Linked DNA regions of Gossypium hirsutum: all the other regions are linked to region 2. The links are chromatin contacts, called in public Hi-C maps. All regions are on one chromosome and are shown on one strand. Each heading gives the region's core, a stretch centred on a gene start, on an enhancer-like site or on the middle of the called end of the contact. The rest is flanking DNA. Distances are from core to core; before and after follow the strand shown. Region 1 holds the start of LOC107941735 (probable galactinol--sucrose galactosyltransferase 6). Region 2 holds the start of LOC107911374 (N-alpha-acetyltransferase 35, NatC auxiliary subunit). Region 3 holds the start of LOC107911641 (CCR4-NOT transcription complex subunit 10). Region 4 holds the start of LOC107911131 (synaptotagmin-5).

Region 1 (2,942 bases), core at 5-2,504, 420 kb before region 2:
AAGCGTCCCAGGTGCACCACCCGAAATAGTCAACAATCCCAGGTAATTTTTCTCGTGACGTTGCCGGAACGTTTTGAGATGTAATTTGACGGCCCTGATTGCTTCGGTGATTGTAGTGAAAGGGTCGGTGCCTGCGTGGATATAAACGGAATGCGTAAACGACGATGCTTTGGTGTCGGCGTCGCCGCTCTCTAAACACAGCTCGAGCTGGTCGTTTTGGTTGCCTTGTAGGACGGCTCGAAAGGGGCCTTCAATCAAAGGGAGGAATACGGTATAAACAATCTGATTTTCTTCGGTTGAGTCCAGGTGGGACCCACCTTTGGTTTCCACCAAAAGGAATTGAGTCTCGAGAGGAACGTCTTTGCCTTGATCTCCCATTTTCTGGGCCATCCACCATAACTTGAACCTAAAGCAGGACATGAACCGGACATCGCGTAAAGTCCCGATGGGCACCACATGCCTGCTGTTCTCTTCATCAAAAACCGCACCAAGGAAAACCCCCTCCACCGAACCGGCTGCCGTACCGGAAGTTGCGATCACATTTTCGGGAACTCCGGTCAGGATTGTCCGCTCCTTTACCACTAATTTCCTCTCGGAGATCCTAACCGCTGGTTTAATCGTCATTCCTTCTACTCCTTCTTTCTTCAAAGGTGGCTTTAAATCACCTTTCTGAGAACTCCAACAACAACAACAACAACAAAAGAGCCATTTTCAGAAACTGTAAAATCAAAACATCAAACACTTACAAAGGGAGTAAAAATTCAGAAATGCAAGCTCATAAAATTACCTTAAAAGATAATACCGATAGCGCTGGATTGATAGAAACTCTGAAAACCCCAACGCCTGAAATACCAGAACTTACACGTTTCTGAAAATTTTGCTTGCTTCTAAAGAAGAGTGAAATTCGACGTTGATTAGATTTTGAGTGAAGATAAATGGAAGGAAGACTCCTATTTATAGCTAAGAATCGGGAACAGTAACAAGTATTTGACACCATTTTGTTCCCCTTCTCAATCAGCGTCCTCTTTTTATATACATAAAAAGTTTCTTCTTCGATTCTATTAGTCCCCAGTTTCTTGTTTTGTTTAATAATGTTCCCTTCGCAAAACCAATCAAACGGCGAGAAATTCCTTTTCTCCACTTAAGCCGTTAAAAGTACGGTTGATTAGATTGCCACGTTAGATCTTCGTGGTATCGATCCGAATTCTCTGTTTATTTAAACAAACCCAATAGCTTTCCCTCACCTTCAAATTCAAGACACTGTTTTCGACTTTTCGTCTTGTTTAGGATAAATATATTTTTTTAATGCGGGATTATTAGTGTCCACGTACGCACTATTTCACGTTTCTCACGCGCCTCAAATGTAAACCAAACGCGTAGCTTCTCGTTTTCAAATTCTCACGTGTCAACCTCATCAACGGATGTATTCTTTTAGAAATTTCTTTCTTTATAAATTTTTACGAGCAAGGGACAATTTTTTAATATTTGTCCTTTGACTAAAATTTCACCCAAAAAGAAATATCTTTGCTTTGGCGTCCAGTAAAATATCTCTTAATCATTCATTTATATTTTAAATCATTTAATTCATTAATTCATTCCTTAGAAAATATACAATTCACTTAAAATAAAATAAAAAACAAACAATCATCATGGGTGATAAAAGAATAGGCTCCATCAACATGATAAAAGTTTTAACCTCAACATCAAATAGAACATTACGATACATTGACAATTAACTTTTTCACAACTCAAGTACGGCATATTTAGAATAATTGCAAGCAACTAGCACAATAAGAAAATTAGACCCAGATAGTCTTAAGTGGTGAAGTAAAAGAATCGAACATCCACAAAATTGGATAGGACGATAACAAAAGCATTCCTAAAATTATTCGCAAAAGCAAGACTGAAAAACATGCTCCAAAGGCAAACAAAAACTTCAAAAAGTGAATACCTATTAAACAATGGAAAACAAACAAAAAAAATGTAAAACTTAAGAAAACATGGGTCCAAACTGACTCTTAAAATCATTTATTATTCTAAAATACTCAAAACAGAAACAAATTAAGAAGCCGATAAAAGGTCACCCACTTTTTAAGAGAAACTGCCGGTGTTTGGTAGAGTTCAACAACAACAAGCATTATCATCTGTTCATTACAACTAGTGAAGACAATAAAAATACTTATATGATAAATCTGTAAATTGAAAAGAGAGATTAAACATGGGGTGACTGATGAGAAAAAAGAAAAAAATGGTTGGTGGTATGGAGAAAAGACGGCGGGCAAAACGAAAGAGAAAAAAATTGACTTGGAGAAAAAAAGGAAATTTTTAAGTTTCTAACTTACTATTTTAAGCCAATTAATTAAATTATATTGGATTTTGTCAGATCATGGTTTAGGTAAAAATGTTTATGAACCAATTTATAAAAGATTAATATAAAAATCAAGTATAACTTTAGTTAAAATGGTAAAGTAGAGGACTAAAGCCTATTAAAGGTATTTATACTACTATATAAAGTTCATTTTAGTTACTCTATTAAAAATTTGTCCAAATTAGTAATTTTACATAAAAAAAAAGTGTATTCAAATCATAATACTATTAAATATGTTGTTAAAATGCTAATAATTTAGATAAAATATATCATATTCAATTGATTTATCCATAATTGAACGCACAAAAAATCTAATTATTCCCGTAAAAGAAATTTATGTATCTTTAAACTATCATGTGGTTAAAAAAAACATTAAGTTGAGAATACTATGACATGATGTGATATAAAGTGAGCCATGGGAGGTCCTCCTTGGATTGTAGTAATCAAGGTAGATTGCGTGGTTTGAGCTGAGATTGTAGACAATTCTCCATCGTTGATATGAGATCAACCGTCAACTTCTTTCGTGGGACAATGGCAAGTAGGAAAGTGATGAACTTTTGGGATTGGCGTGGGA
Region 2 (3,256 bases), core at 111-2,610:
TGCAATTGCACATGGAAGGACTCAAACCTGGGTACTCAGGACCCAAGGCCTCAACCTTTGCCACCATTGTCAAGGCTTTATTGGCAATAAAATAAAATAAAGACAATTTAATACATATAAAATGGAGGTATTTTTTTGTTTATGTCAGATTTATGTTAGTAAAGATATCACTTGATGTTTGAGAATAGGATCAAGCATTCAAGTGTCTAAGTGACCATTGCAACAAACCCTCATTTAGAAATATGTTAAATAGCTCAAACACTGACAATGAACAAATCAAGTTGTAAAAGCATAAATGGCAGAGAAAAGTAAACCAAAAAAGAAAAACAAAAGATCAATTATCATCTTAACTAAGATAATGATTAACTTCCAACAAAATTAGAAAATAATCGCATGACATTGATCAATAACCAAGAAGCATCAAGTATCAACACCTCTAAAGCAGACATGGCAGCAAAAAGGTTGAAATTGTCCCCATGAATGAGCTCTCCATCTCTAAGACCTGTGATCACCAAGCATTGCTGAATAGCTAAGTGATAAAGCGGAACCCAGAAATAAAAAGAAACTAAACAAATAAGGTCTTAATCGTCACATGAAAGCACCCACACATTTTCTCTCTATATTTGGCATAGCTTCACAACAGCAATGATAAGATTTATAGTTACTAAAAGAAAAACTATGATTCGATAATAATTTCTTGCTTTGGATGATCATAAATAAAAGGGAGAAAGCCAGAGCTTTCATAAAGTTAATACCTTCTCTTTTTCCTATTTATTTTCTCTACTACAAAAAACAATAACTTACCACATTTCAGTTACCAAAGAAACTAAAAAATTTTACTCAACAAGCAATAGGGTTTAGGGATTCGCTGTTAGATCTCCTAATCAAATATAAAAAGGAAAAGGTTTTGCTTTTTTGACTTTTGTTTTCCCGAGAACCAAACAGAGGTTTAAGAGGGGAGAAAAGAGGGAGAGATAGAACCTGCACAGGCGGCTTGAAGGAGAGGCGAAGCGTCGGCCCAGACAGTGGTGTCGCTGGCGGGAATGGAGGCAAGCTTGGATGGTTGGCCGTCGATGGAGGCTTCTTCATAAACTGGCTTATCAGCCATTAGGTTATTGAGTTGAAAAGTTTTGAACAGCTGAGGATCTCAAGCAGTGAGTAAGCGAGGTTGAGGTTGAGGTTGAGGTTGAGGTTGAGGTTGACGATGCTGTTTTCGTTTCAGTCTTGGCTTTACAGTGCCAGTTGCCACAACATCCTCGTAAAACCAACACAGCTGAGAGAGGGTTTAGGGCATCTTCTGGGTCGGGCCGGGTCCCCCTCGCTCCATATCAACCTTTTCTCAACCCAACAATTCTTTTCTCCCTTTCTTTATGAAATAGAAATATTTTATTTCTTATAATAAAAAATACAGGGATAATAGCAAGACTTACCTCTGTACATTAACAAAATTGTCAATGTAGTACCTACATTTTTAATTTATTCATCTTGATACCTGTACGTTTCTTCAGTCATCATTGTGTACTCGGATCTAACATTGGTAGTTTCTGACATAAAACGACACGTGAACCAGTGATAAATAGACACGTGTCAATGGGCCACAGACAAAAAAGCCAAACAGTCATGAAAGAGGGACTTGATAGAAATTTTACTTTTCATTTTTTTAGGTTAAAATTATTAATAAATAAAAAATAAGAACCCCATCTTCACTCTCCTGCTCTAGATTCTTTTACTTAATAGAAAAATTATTTTCAAACCAAAAATACAACTGCACAAACCCAGAAAGCAAAATAATTGATAAAAATCCAAACTCAAATTTAATTTGTATAGAATATGTACATAATTTGTTTTCATACAATAACTCCTTCAAACCTGAACATTGATATACTAAAATTTCATTTGTGATTTTGTGAAACCTTATACATGATTTGAAACCCAAGTCCCAATTCTAGATCTAATTTCCTAAACCTTAAATTTTAAAAAAAAACTAAAAATCTTAGAACCCTATATTTCAAAATCAAAGCAAAATCCCTACAAAGCAAAGAATTGAGGCAGCAGTTGTTCTTTTAAGTGCTCAGCAGCGATTATGGAAGATTTGAGGCGATGAAGACTGCATTGCACGAGGAATATGATTGCTCTCTAGATTCCGAGCAACGATCGGTTTGAGATGGGCCTAGTGTCACGGACTTAGGATTCTTGCCTCACAATCCGTGCGGCCTTAGGCAGTTTCTTACTCTAAAAACGCCTAAGTCAGCCTAACTCCCACAAAAGAAGGATTCAATAGAATTCTTCCCAAAACACAACTCAAGCGAAAGCAACTCAAAGCCAAACAAGATGAAAGAAGAATGAGACAAGAACAAGCCAAGGAAAATAAGAACACAAGAGAGAGAGAACTTTGAGTGAATGCTCTCAAGAATTCTTATTGCTCAAAACTCAAGTGCTTTACAATGAGGGAAGAGGCCTCTATTTATAGTTGAGCCTCTCCAAATCCAACGGTACAAAATCAAGTACATCAACGGCTATGATTAAAGGGTATCTACAATCAAATCTCTAAGAATATAAAATCATATCTTCTAAGATTACCTATCTTATCTAAGATATGTAATCTTATAAAATAATATCTTATAAGATTACATATCATATCTAAGATCTCTAAGATTATAAAATCATATCTTTCAAGATCATGTTTCCATATTTGTCTAACTTGTAGATGGGCCTTCAATCTCTTCAAGCAACGGGCCAGTCCGATTGGGCCAAATGACCTCCTTCCTTCTTGATGGATCGCACAGATGTGTCATGGTTGCGGGCTCCCATGCGCAACCCATGACATTCTCCCCTACCGAATCTAGCAACGCCCTCGTCGCGTCCTCCGCATGGTATCGATCTATCTTATCTTGGAATTGCCACAAGGCTTCAGAAGGTTCCCAACTCATCTCACTATCCGGGAATCCCTTCCATCGGACCAAGTATTCACGCCGCGGTCGGTAGTACTTACGTCTGACCACACGATCAGCTTCAATGTTCTCGACCTCTCGATCATAGGCGACTTTTACCCCCATTGGTGCTCGTTCAGACTTGCTCCGATTTGGGTCTTCTCCATCTTCATGGAATGGCTTAAGTATACTCACATGGAATACTGGATGAACTTTGAGCTTCTCAGGCAACTCAAGCTTGTAGGCCACCTTGCCTACCTTCTTCACAATTCGAAATGGCCCCTCATACCGCCGAACGAGTCTTTTGTGTAACCCATCATGTCGCA
Region 3 (3,000 bases), core at 349-2,848, 280 kb before region 2:
TTTGGAAACCATTCTTTGCAATCTTAAACTCTTATTTGATGAGTATGTTAAGAACTCCAAATCCACGTCTTCCTCTTTGGCCAGGAGTTTCAATGTTTCAGATAATGATCCTGTTCATTCTAGTTTGCATCAACTCAATGTCAATAGGGCAAATTTGGGAGGAGATTATGATAAGAGTGGTGATTATAAATGATACTTAAGTGCATCCAGTACTAAGAGTGAAAAGTCTCGATTGGACATTTATTTGGAAGAATCAGAGCTTGAGTTGAATAGCCAAATAAATGTATTGGATTATTGGAGCAAAAGTTCAATTCGATATTGTGAGCTTTCATTTTTGGCTCGTGATCTTTTGGCAATTCCAATATCGACCGTAGCTTCTGAGTCGGCTTTTAGCATGAGGAAGAAAGCGATCACATTTTTTAGGAGTTCCCTTAAACCAAAAATGGTTCAAGCCATTGTTTGTTTTGATAACTAGATGTGAGCTAAGAGATTTTCAACGGGTAATTATTATTTTCATTTTATTGTTATAATTATAAAACATTTTATCAATTTGATTATATAACTATTTGTTCTTATTTTATATTAGAAATTGATTACAAGAATGATAAGAATGATAATGATGATGATTTTTCGATTCGTTTCTAGGTATATAATTTAGCTTAGAATTTATAGCTTGTTATAAGATAATATATGTTGATTGCTTCATATAAAGATATTTTGAATGGTTGATACATTTTATAGGTTATTTTTGGTGCTATTTTGGGTGTTGTTTCACTGTTATTCTGCTATTGTTTTTAATGTTCTGCTGTTGTTGTTGGGTGCTAATTTTTGCTACTATTTTTGGTGTTGTTTCATTGCTATTCTGCTGTTGTTGGGTGCTAATCTTTGATGCTATTTTTGGTGCTATTTTGCTTGATATATATAGATATTGTAGAACTTTTGTTTGGATATTGTAGAACTTTTAATTTTGCTAAGTTTCCAACATCAATTGCATGAGAATGCGACCTTGTTGTGGATGGTTTTAGTTACCAAGTTGTTTCACTAATTATTAAATTTCTTGTACTTTATTATTCAACTTTAATGTACTTTAGTGAAACAACCTTATGCCATCCTTTACTTCAAGTGGTTTTTCATTTTTTGCTACCTTTACCCAAATCATATTATATACACTACTATGCAAGATTTATTATTCTCTTGAAAATATACTCATTACATTAATAATGATTAATTTTTTTTAAAAGAAGTAATGATTAATTATTATAAACATTAACGAGGTCTACATCCATCAAATGCTAATAAGTTTTTATCTAATTTTTAATATTTGCTAATGAAATTTGATAATTTTTTGGAAATATTTGGTTTAATGTTTTTAGTGTATTTGATATACTATATTTTTTAAAATAAAATATTTTTCAAAAAAGAGTCAATTAGTTTGAAAAAAATTTTAGATCCGTTAACCAAACCTAAAATTTTGGTTGAGCTTAAATTTGACTTAGTCCATAGACACCTCTATATACAGTAGTAATCAGTGCCGGCCCATATTCGCCACCGCCCATTCTATAAGAAGCTGTTCTGATTTGAAGTCTAAACCATTACTTTTCTTTCCAAAGGAAGTCTAAAACCCAAACCAAAATTTAGCCCAAGAATGTAAAAACCAAAAACTCGGATCAAATCAAATCCCACAACTTCATCATCTTCGATGTTGCATCAAACCACACTATCACTGCTCACTCCGCAGTTTTAACTCATTTTGGACGAAAAAGAAAAGAAAAGAAAAGAAAATTATCCCTCAATTGTGATTTTATTAAAAACTATGCATTTTCTAGTTTAAAGAAGCTAAGGGGTTTCTTCAACCATCCTCTACGCCTGAGATCTTCCCACTTTTTTTCCCTTTAATTTTTAAATTTCATTTTTCTTATCTCGTTCGATTGGTCTGATCTGCTCATGGATTTGCGAGATTCATCACCGTCGTCGACTCCGAATCGGGATGGTAACGCCGGCGACGACGACGGCGTCCTCTCCGTCACTTCCGCCCTCGCTAAAGACGCCGCTCTTTACTTTCAGTCTAGGAAGTTCGCCGAGTGCGTCGATGTCTTGAATCAGCTCAACTCGAAGAAAGAAAACGATCCCAAGGTAAATTATTTCAACTTTTTACGCATACGCATGCATTGGTTCCTTTAATGAATGCGATTGAATCGATTCATTTCTAAGATCTTTTTTGCTTTATTTTTTTATTTTTTATTTTTTTAAAGTGGGAATTTGAATATTGTTTTCCACCTTTTTTGTTGTGTAATTTTCCGGCTCACTAATACTTGATTATCAGCTGATTTCATAAAACAATTAATTTAATCCGATATTGTTTCCTTATCATTCTGTACATTCATGGTGCTTGAAACCCCATAACAAGGTTTAATTATTTTCATATGGCGATTTCACTGTATATGTAAACTTAATAATTCTTATTGTTGATTTCTCTATTTATATTTAGACGTGCAAGGGTTAATCAATAAAACCGTTTGTGGTGTTGCTGAACTCCTCTATCGGCGTATATAGGACAATAATCTTATTCTTGATCAGCACATGTCAAATGTATATAATTGCTTGCAGAGATTTTTGCTTCACCGGTGGTGTATCATGTAATAGTCCTTTTCTTGGCGATGATAGATTCTTTATGTACTGTACTGCCAACATCTCTCTTCCGTTGCAATGCTCTCTTAAGCTCTGGCTAAAGAATGTTGGGCGAATGAATCATGGGTTTATTTTTATGACAGTACAAATTCTGTTTATCTACTGTGCTTATGAAATAAAAGTTGATTGATACCCGATGAGTTGGACTAGAAAATACTTCTTACACATAGAATTTATATTTGCTTGAAATTGCTTTCACGGTTTTCTTGTTCCTACTAAGGTTACGGAGTACATTTATGTTTTTATTTGCAATGATATGCGGATAGTGTTTCTCTTTCAGAAAAATGGTTAAAATTTTATTTTTCAAGCAAA
Region 4 (2,885 bases), core at 14-2,513, 270 kb after region 2:
GGGGAAAATGCGTTCGTCCGGTTGGTAGCTCGGACCATGGACACACACTCTCAAGATGCGATACTCACTTTATCCATAACAAATTACCATATTAGTTAAATATGCTAATTAAAAAAATAATGTGCAAATTTATAAAATACCCGTGAATAGCAAGTAGCAAATTTTTTTATTGGGACATTAATCATCATAGCAGTATGACCGACTTCTCTAATCAACGAACTCATTTCTATATCTACACAAACAAAATTAAATAAACATATCATTTTAAAATAATAATGTTTCCGCATAGTAATATTTGCCACAACCTATTTTCGTAAGTAATTTTTTTATTTAAATGAAAATATCCACTTAATAATATTAATCACCAACTAAAAAAAATATAAACATAAGTATCTTTATTGAAAAAAATATAAACATATAAAATATTAACAATAATAAAATCTTAAACCTTAAATTTGTCTAAGTATTAAAAATAAAATATAAACATAGAGTATACAAATTATTATTACAAACAAAAATAAAAATCATACCTTAAAACTCTTAACAATTTCTCCCTAAAACTTCAACAAATAATTTTTTTCTCCTCACAACTCTAACACAATCAATAACACACAAAATTCTCTCATTTACTTTCTTGTTTTCAATTGGGGGAGGGGAAACCGTTTATTATATATAAGAAATAAATAAAAGGATGGAGAAAAAAAAGGTTGGGGTTGAGCCGTGACCAGTTGGTCACAGTCAGGTGGCACCAGCTTGGCATCCTGCCGTCCGACGTGACCAATTGATCACAATTCATCCCGGCCCTTTATTTTATTCGTTTTTTTATTTTTTTGCCACCTTTTAAAAAATAAAACATTAATGCTGCTAATGTGTCAGGCGACACCATAAAAAAATTCACCGTGTATTTTTATTTTATATAATATTTGAAAATACATGTATTCTTTAAAAATTCATACTAATGTCGTTTATCTGTCAAACAATACCACTTAAAATATATATATATATTCAAAAACATGATTAAGTGATAATTGGAGAAACAATTAGGGTGATTCTGCATGGCAACTTAGTGACACCTTATTTTACTATAGAAAAATAGATCCATTTTTATAATTAATCTGTTATATATTTTTGTATTTAATTTTTTTATATTACTTTTGTTAAAAACCCATACATTAAAGTCTAAGCATAGAAAATCTATAGCGGACGTGGAGCAATTTGATTGGTAGAATATAGTGTAGTGAGCTAGCCTAAACGGATGGCCTTTTGTGTGCCTGTCGGCAAACGGGCAAAGACCCTTCACTTACATTCTTGCAGTGGTTGGTATCTTCAATCTCCGCCCCCCAAAATCCTTTTCTATTATTAATCCAAATCTTCTATTCTGTTAATTTCACAATTTTACCACCTAACTTTTAACATTTTGTTTTCCATGGACCACTTTCTCTATTCTTCTTCACCATCTGAAGCATAAATAAATATAAAATATAAATATTATGCTCTCACATTCCAATCCTACTATTGTCTTCGGAAAATGGGTTTCTTTGTTGGACTGCTGTTCGGTCTTTTCGCCGGCCTTGCTATTGTCGTTCTCTTTGTTCGCTCTGAGAACTCTCGATCCAATCTTCGAACTAAGCTCGTTAGTCCTTCACTAATTTCTTCTCTTTCTTTTCTTTTCCAATTTGATTTTATATTTTTTATTCTAATCTTCTTTTTGGATTGCAGGCAACCACGGTGGCTGCTTTCGCAAGAATGACAGTCGAAGATTCTAGAAAGATCTTGCCGGCAGAATTCTACCCTTCTTGGGTGGTGTTCTCTCAGCGCCAGAAGTTGACTTGGCTTAATCAGCACCTTACGAAGATCTGGCCTTACGTTGACGAGGTCAAGCTTTGTTTAGTGAATGAAACAGAGTTTTATTTTATTTTATTTTTTAATTGTTTAGATTTGGTGTTACAGGCAGCATCTGATCTGATAAAGGCGTCGGTTGAGCCGGTGCTAGAGCAATATAGGCCAGTTATACTGTCTTCTTTGAAGTTTTCCAAGTTTACTCTCGGCGCTGTTGCACCACAGTTTACTGGTTAGTTAATTTGTGTAATTTATCCTTACATTATGAAAGTTTTCAATCTTATTTTTCTTATTCGGTTATCGTTATTTTTAATTTTTGGAACTTGAATTATTAACGGGCTTTCTCAATGCTGTTCCCAATGGCCATTAATTTCCAGCAAATGACTAAAACAAAGATCAGTATGAATTTTGGGACATAACTGTTCTAGATGATAGTGTAGGGAAATAATGTATGTGGTTATCCATAAAGTTCAATACTGGTTGCCTTTTTTTATTAATCAACGCACTTTTTGTTCTCCTTCACTAAAATGAGACTTTTCTAGGCGAGTTTTGGAATGGAAGATCCAAAAATTGGTTATAATCTTGTTAATGTTATGAATCAATGTCATTCTTTAGGAGTAAGTATCCTTGAAGATGGAGCTGATAGTGTTATAATGGAGTTGGAAATGCAATGGGATGCAAATTCAAATATAGTACTTGCTATCAAGACTTATCTTGGTGTATCACTACCTGTGCAGGTATCATCTTTACAAGTTTTTGCTTATTTCTGATGGTTTCTTGCTTGGAACATTTTTCATCATTATACCTAGAATATTTTTCTACGTACTCTCTATTGAAGGGTCATAAAAGATGTTCTTTATTTCCATGTTTCAGTTGATGTGATTAAAAGTATATCTTTAATGAATAATGATTCTACAACTATGGAATTCTTGAGCATTTCTTGGGCATTTTTGGAAGAGTTTGACTACTAAAAGAAATGAAGACCAAGCATATGCAGTTTTCTAGGATCTTTTAGTATGCTGCACTCTAGCAGATATTTTATGTAT

Evidence for each region. A called contact is a pair of places that touch in the nucleus more often than the background predicts.
Region 1: a Hi-C map of hypocotyl shows a contact between it and region 2, with 3 times the contacts expected there. The contact joins the promoter of LOC107941735 here to the promoter of LOC107911374 in region 2. A contact is called at or near these places in 7 of 34 Hi-C or Micro-C datasets (callus, hypocotyl and leaf).
Region 3: a Hi-C map of leaf shows a contact between it and region 2, with 3 times the contacts expected there. The contact joins the promoter of LOC107911641 here to the promoter of LOC107911374 in region 2. A contact is called at or near these places in 3 of 34 Hi-C or Micro-C datasets (leaf and seedling).
Region 4: a contact with region 2 is called in a Hi-C map of leaf, with 3 times the contacts expected there. The contact joins the promoter of LOC107911131 here to the promoter of LOC107911374 in region 2. A contact is called at or near these places in 3 of 34 Hi-C or Micro-C datasets (all in leaf).

What each region holds. Positions count from the first base shown.
Region 1 is chrA08:44,890,674-44,893,615 of Gossypium_hirsutum_v2.1, reverse strand. LOC107941735 (probable galactinol--sucrose galactosyltransferase 6) reads right to left here and starts at 1,254. Exons shown (of 6, transcript XM_016875327.2): 1 at 788-1,254; 2 at 60-669; 3 at 1-57. The coding sequence starts at 997.
Region 2 is chrA08:44,475,236-44,478,491 of Gossypium_hirsutum_v2.1, reverse strand. It overlaps LOC107911374 (N-alpha-acetyltransferase 35, NatC auxiliary subunit), which reads right to left and starts at 1,360. Exons shown (of 16, transcript XM_016839242.2): 1 at 982-1,360; 2 at 435-502. The coding sequence starts at 1,108.
Region 3 is chrA08:44,752,902-44,755,901 of Gossypium_hirsutum_v2.1, reverse strand. It overlaps LOC107911641 (CCR4-NOT transcription complex subunit 10), which reads left to right and starts at 1,598. Exons shown (of 8, transcript XR_005899733.1): 1 at 1,598-2,133.
Region 4 is chrA08:44,201,453-44,204,337 of Gossypium_hirsutum_v2.1, reverse strand. It overlaps LOC107911131 (synaptotagmin-5), which reads left to right and starts at 1,263. Exons shown (of 13, transcript XM_016839083.2): 1 at 1,263-1,633; 2 at 1,720-1,875; 3 at 1,951-2,071; 4 at 2,455-2,576. The coding sequence starts at 1,529.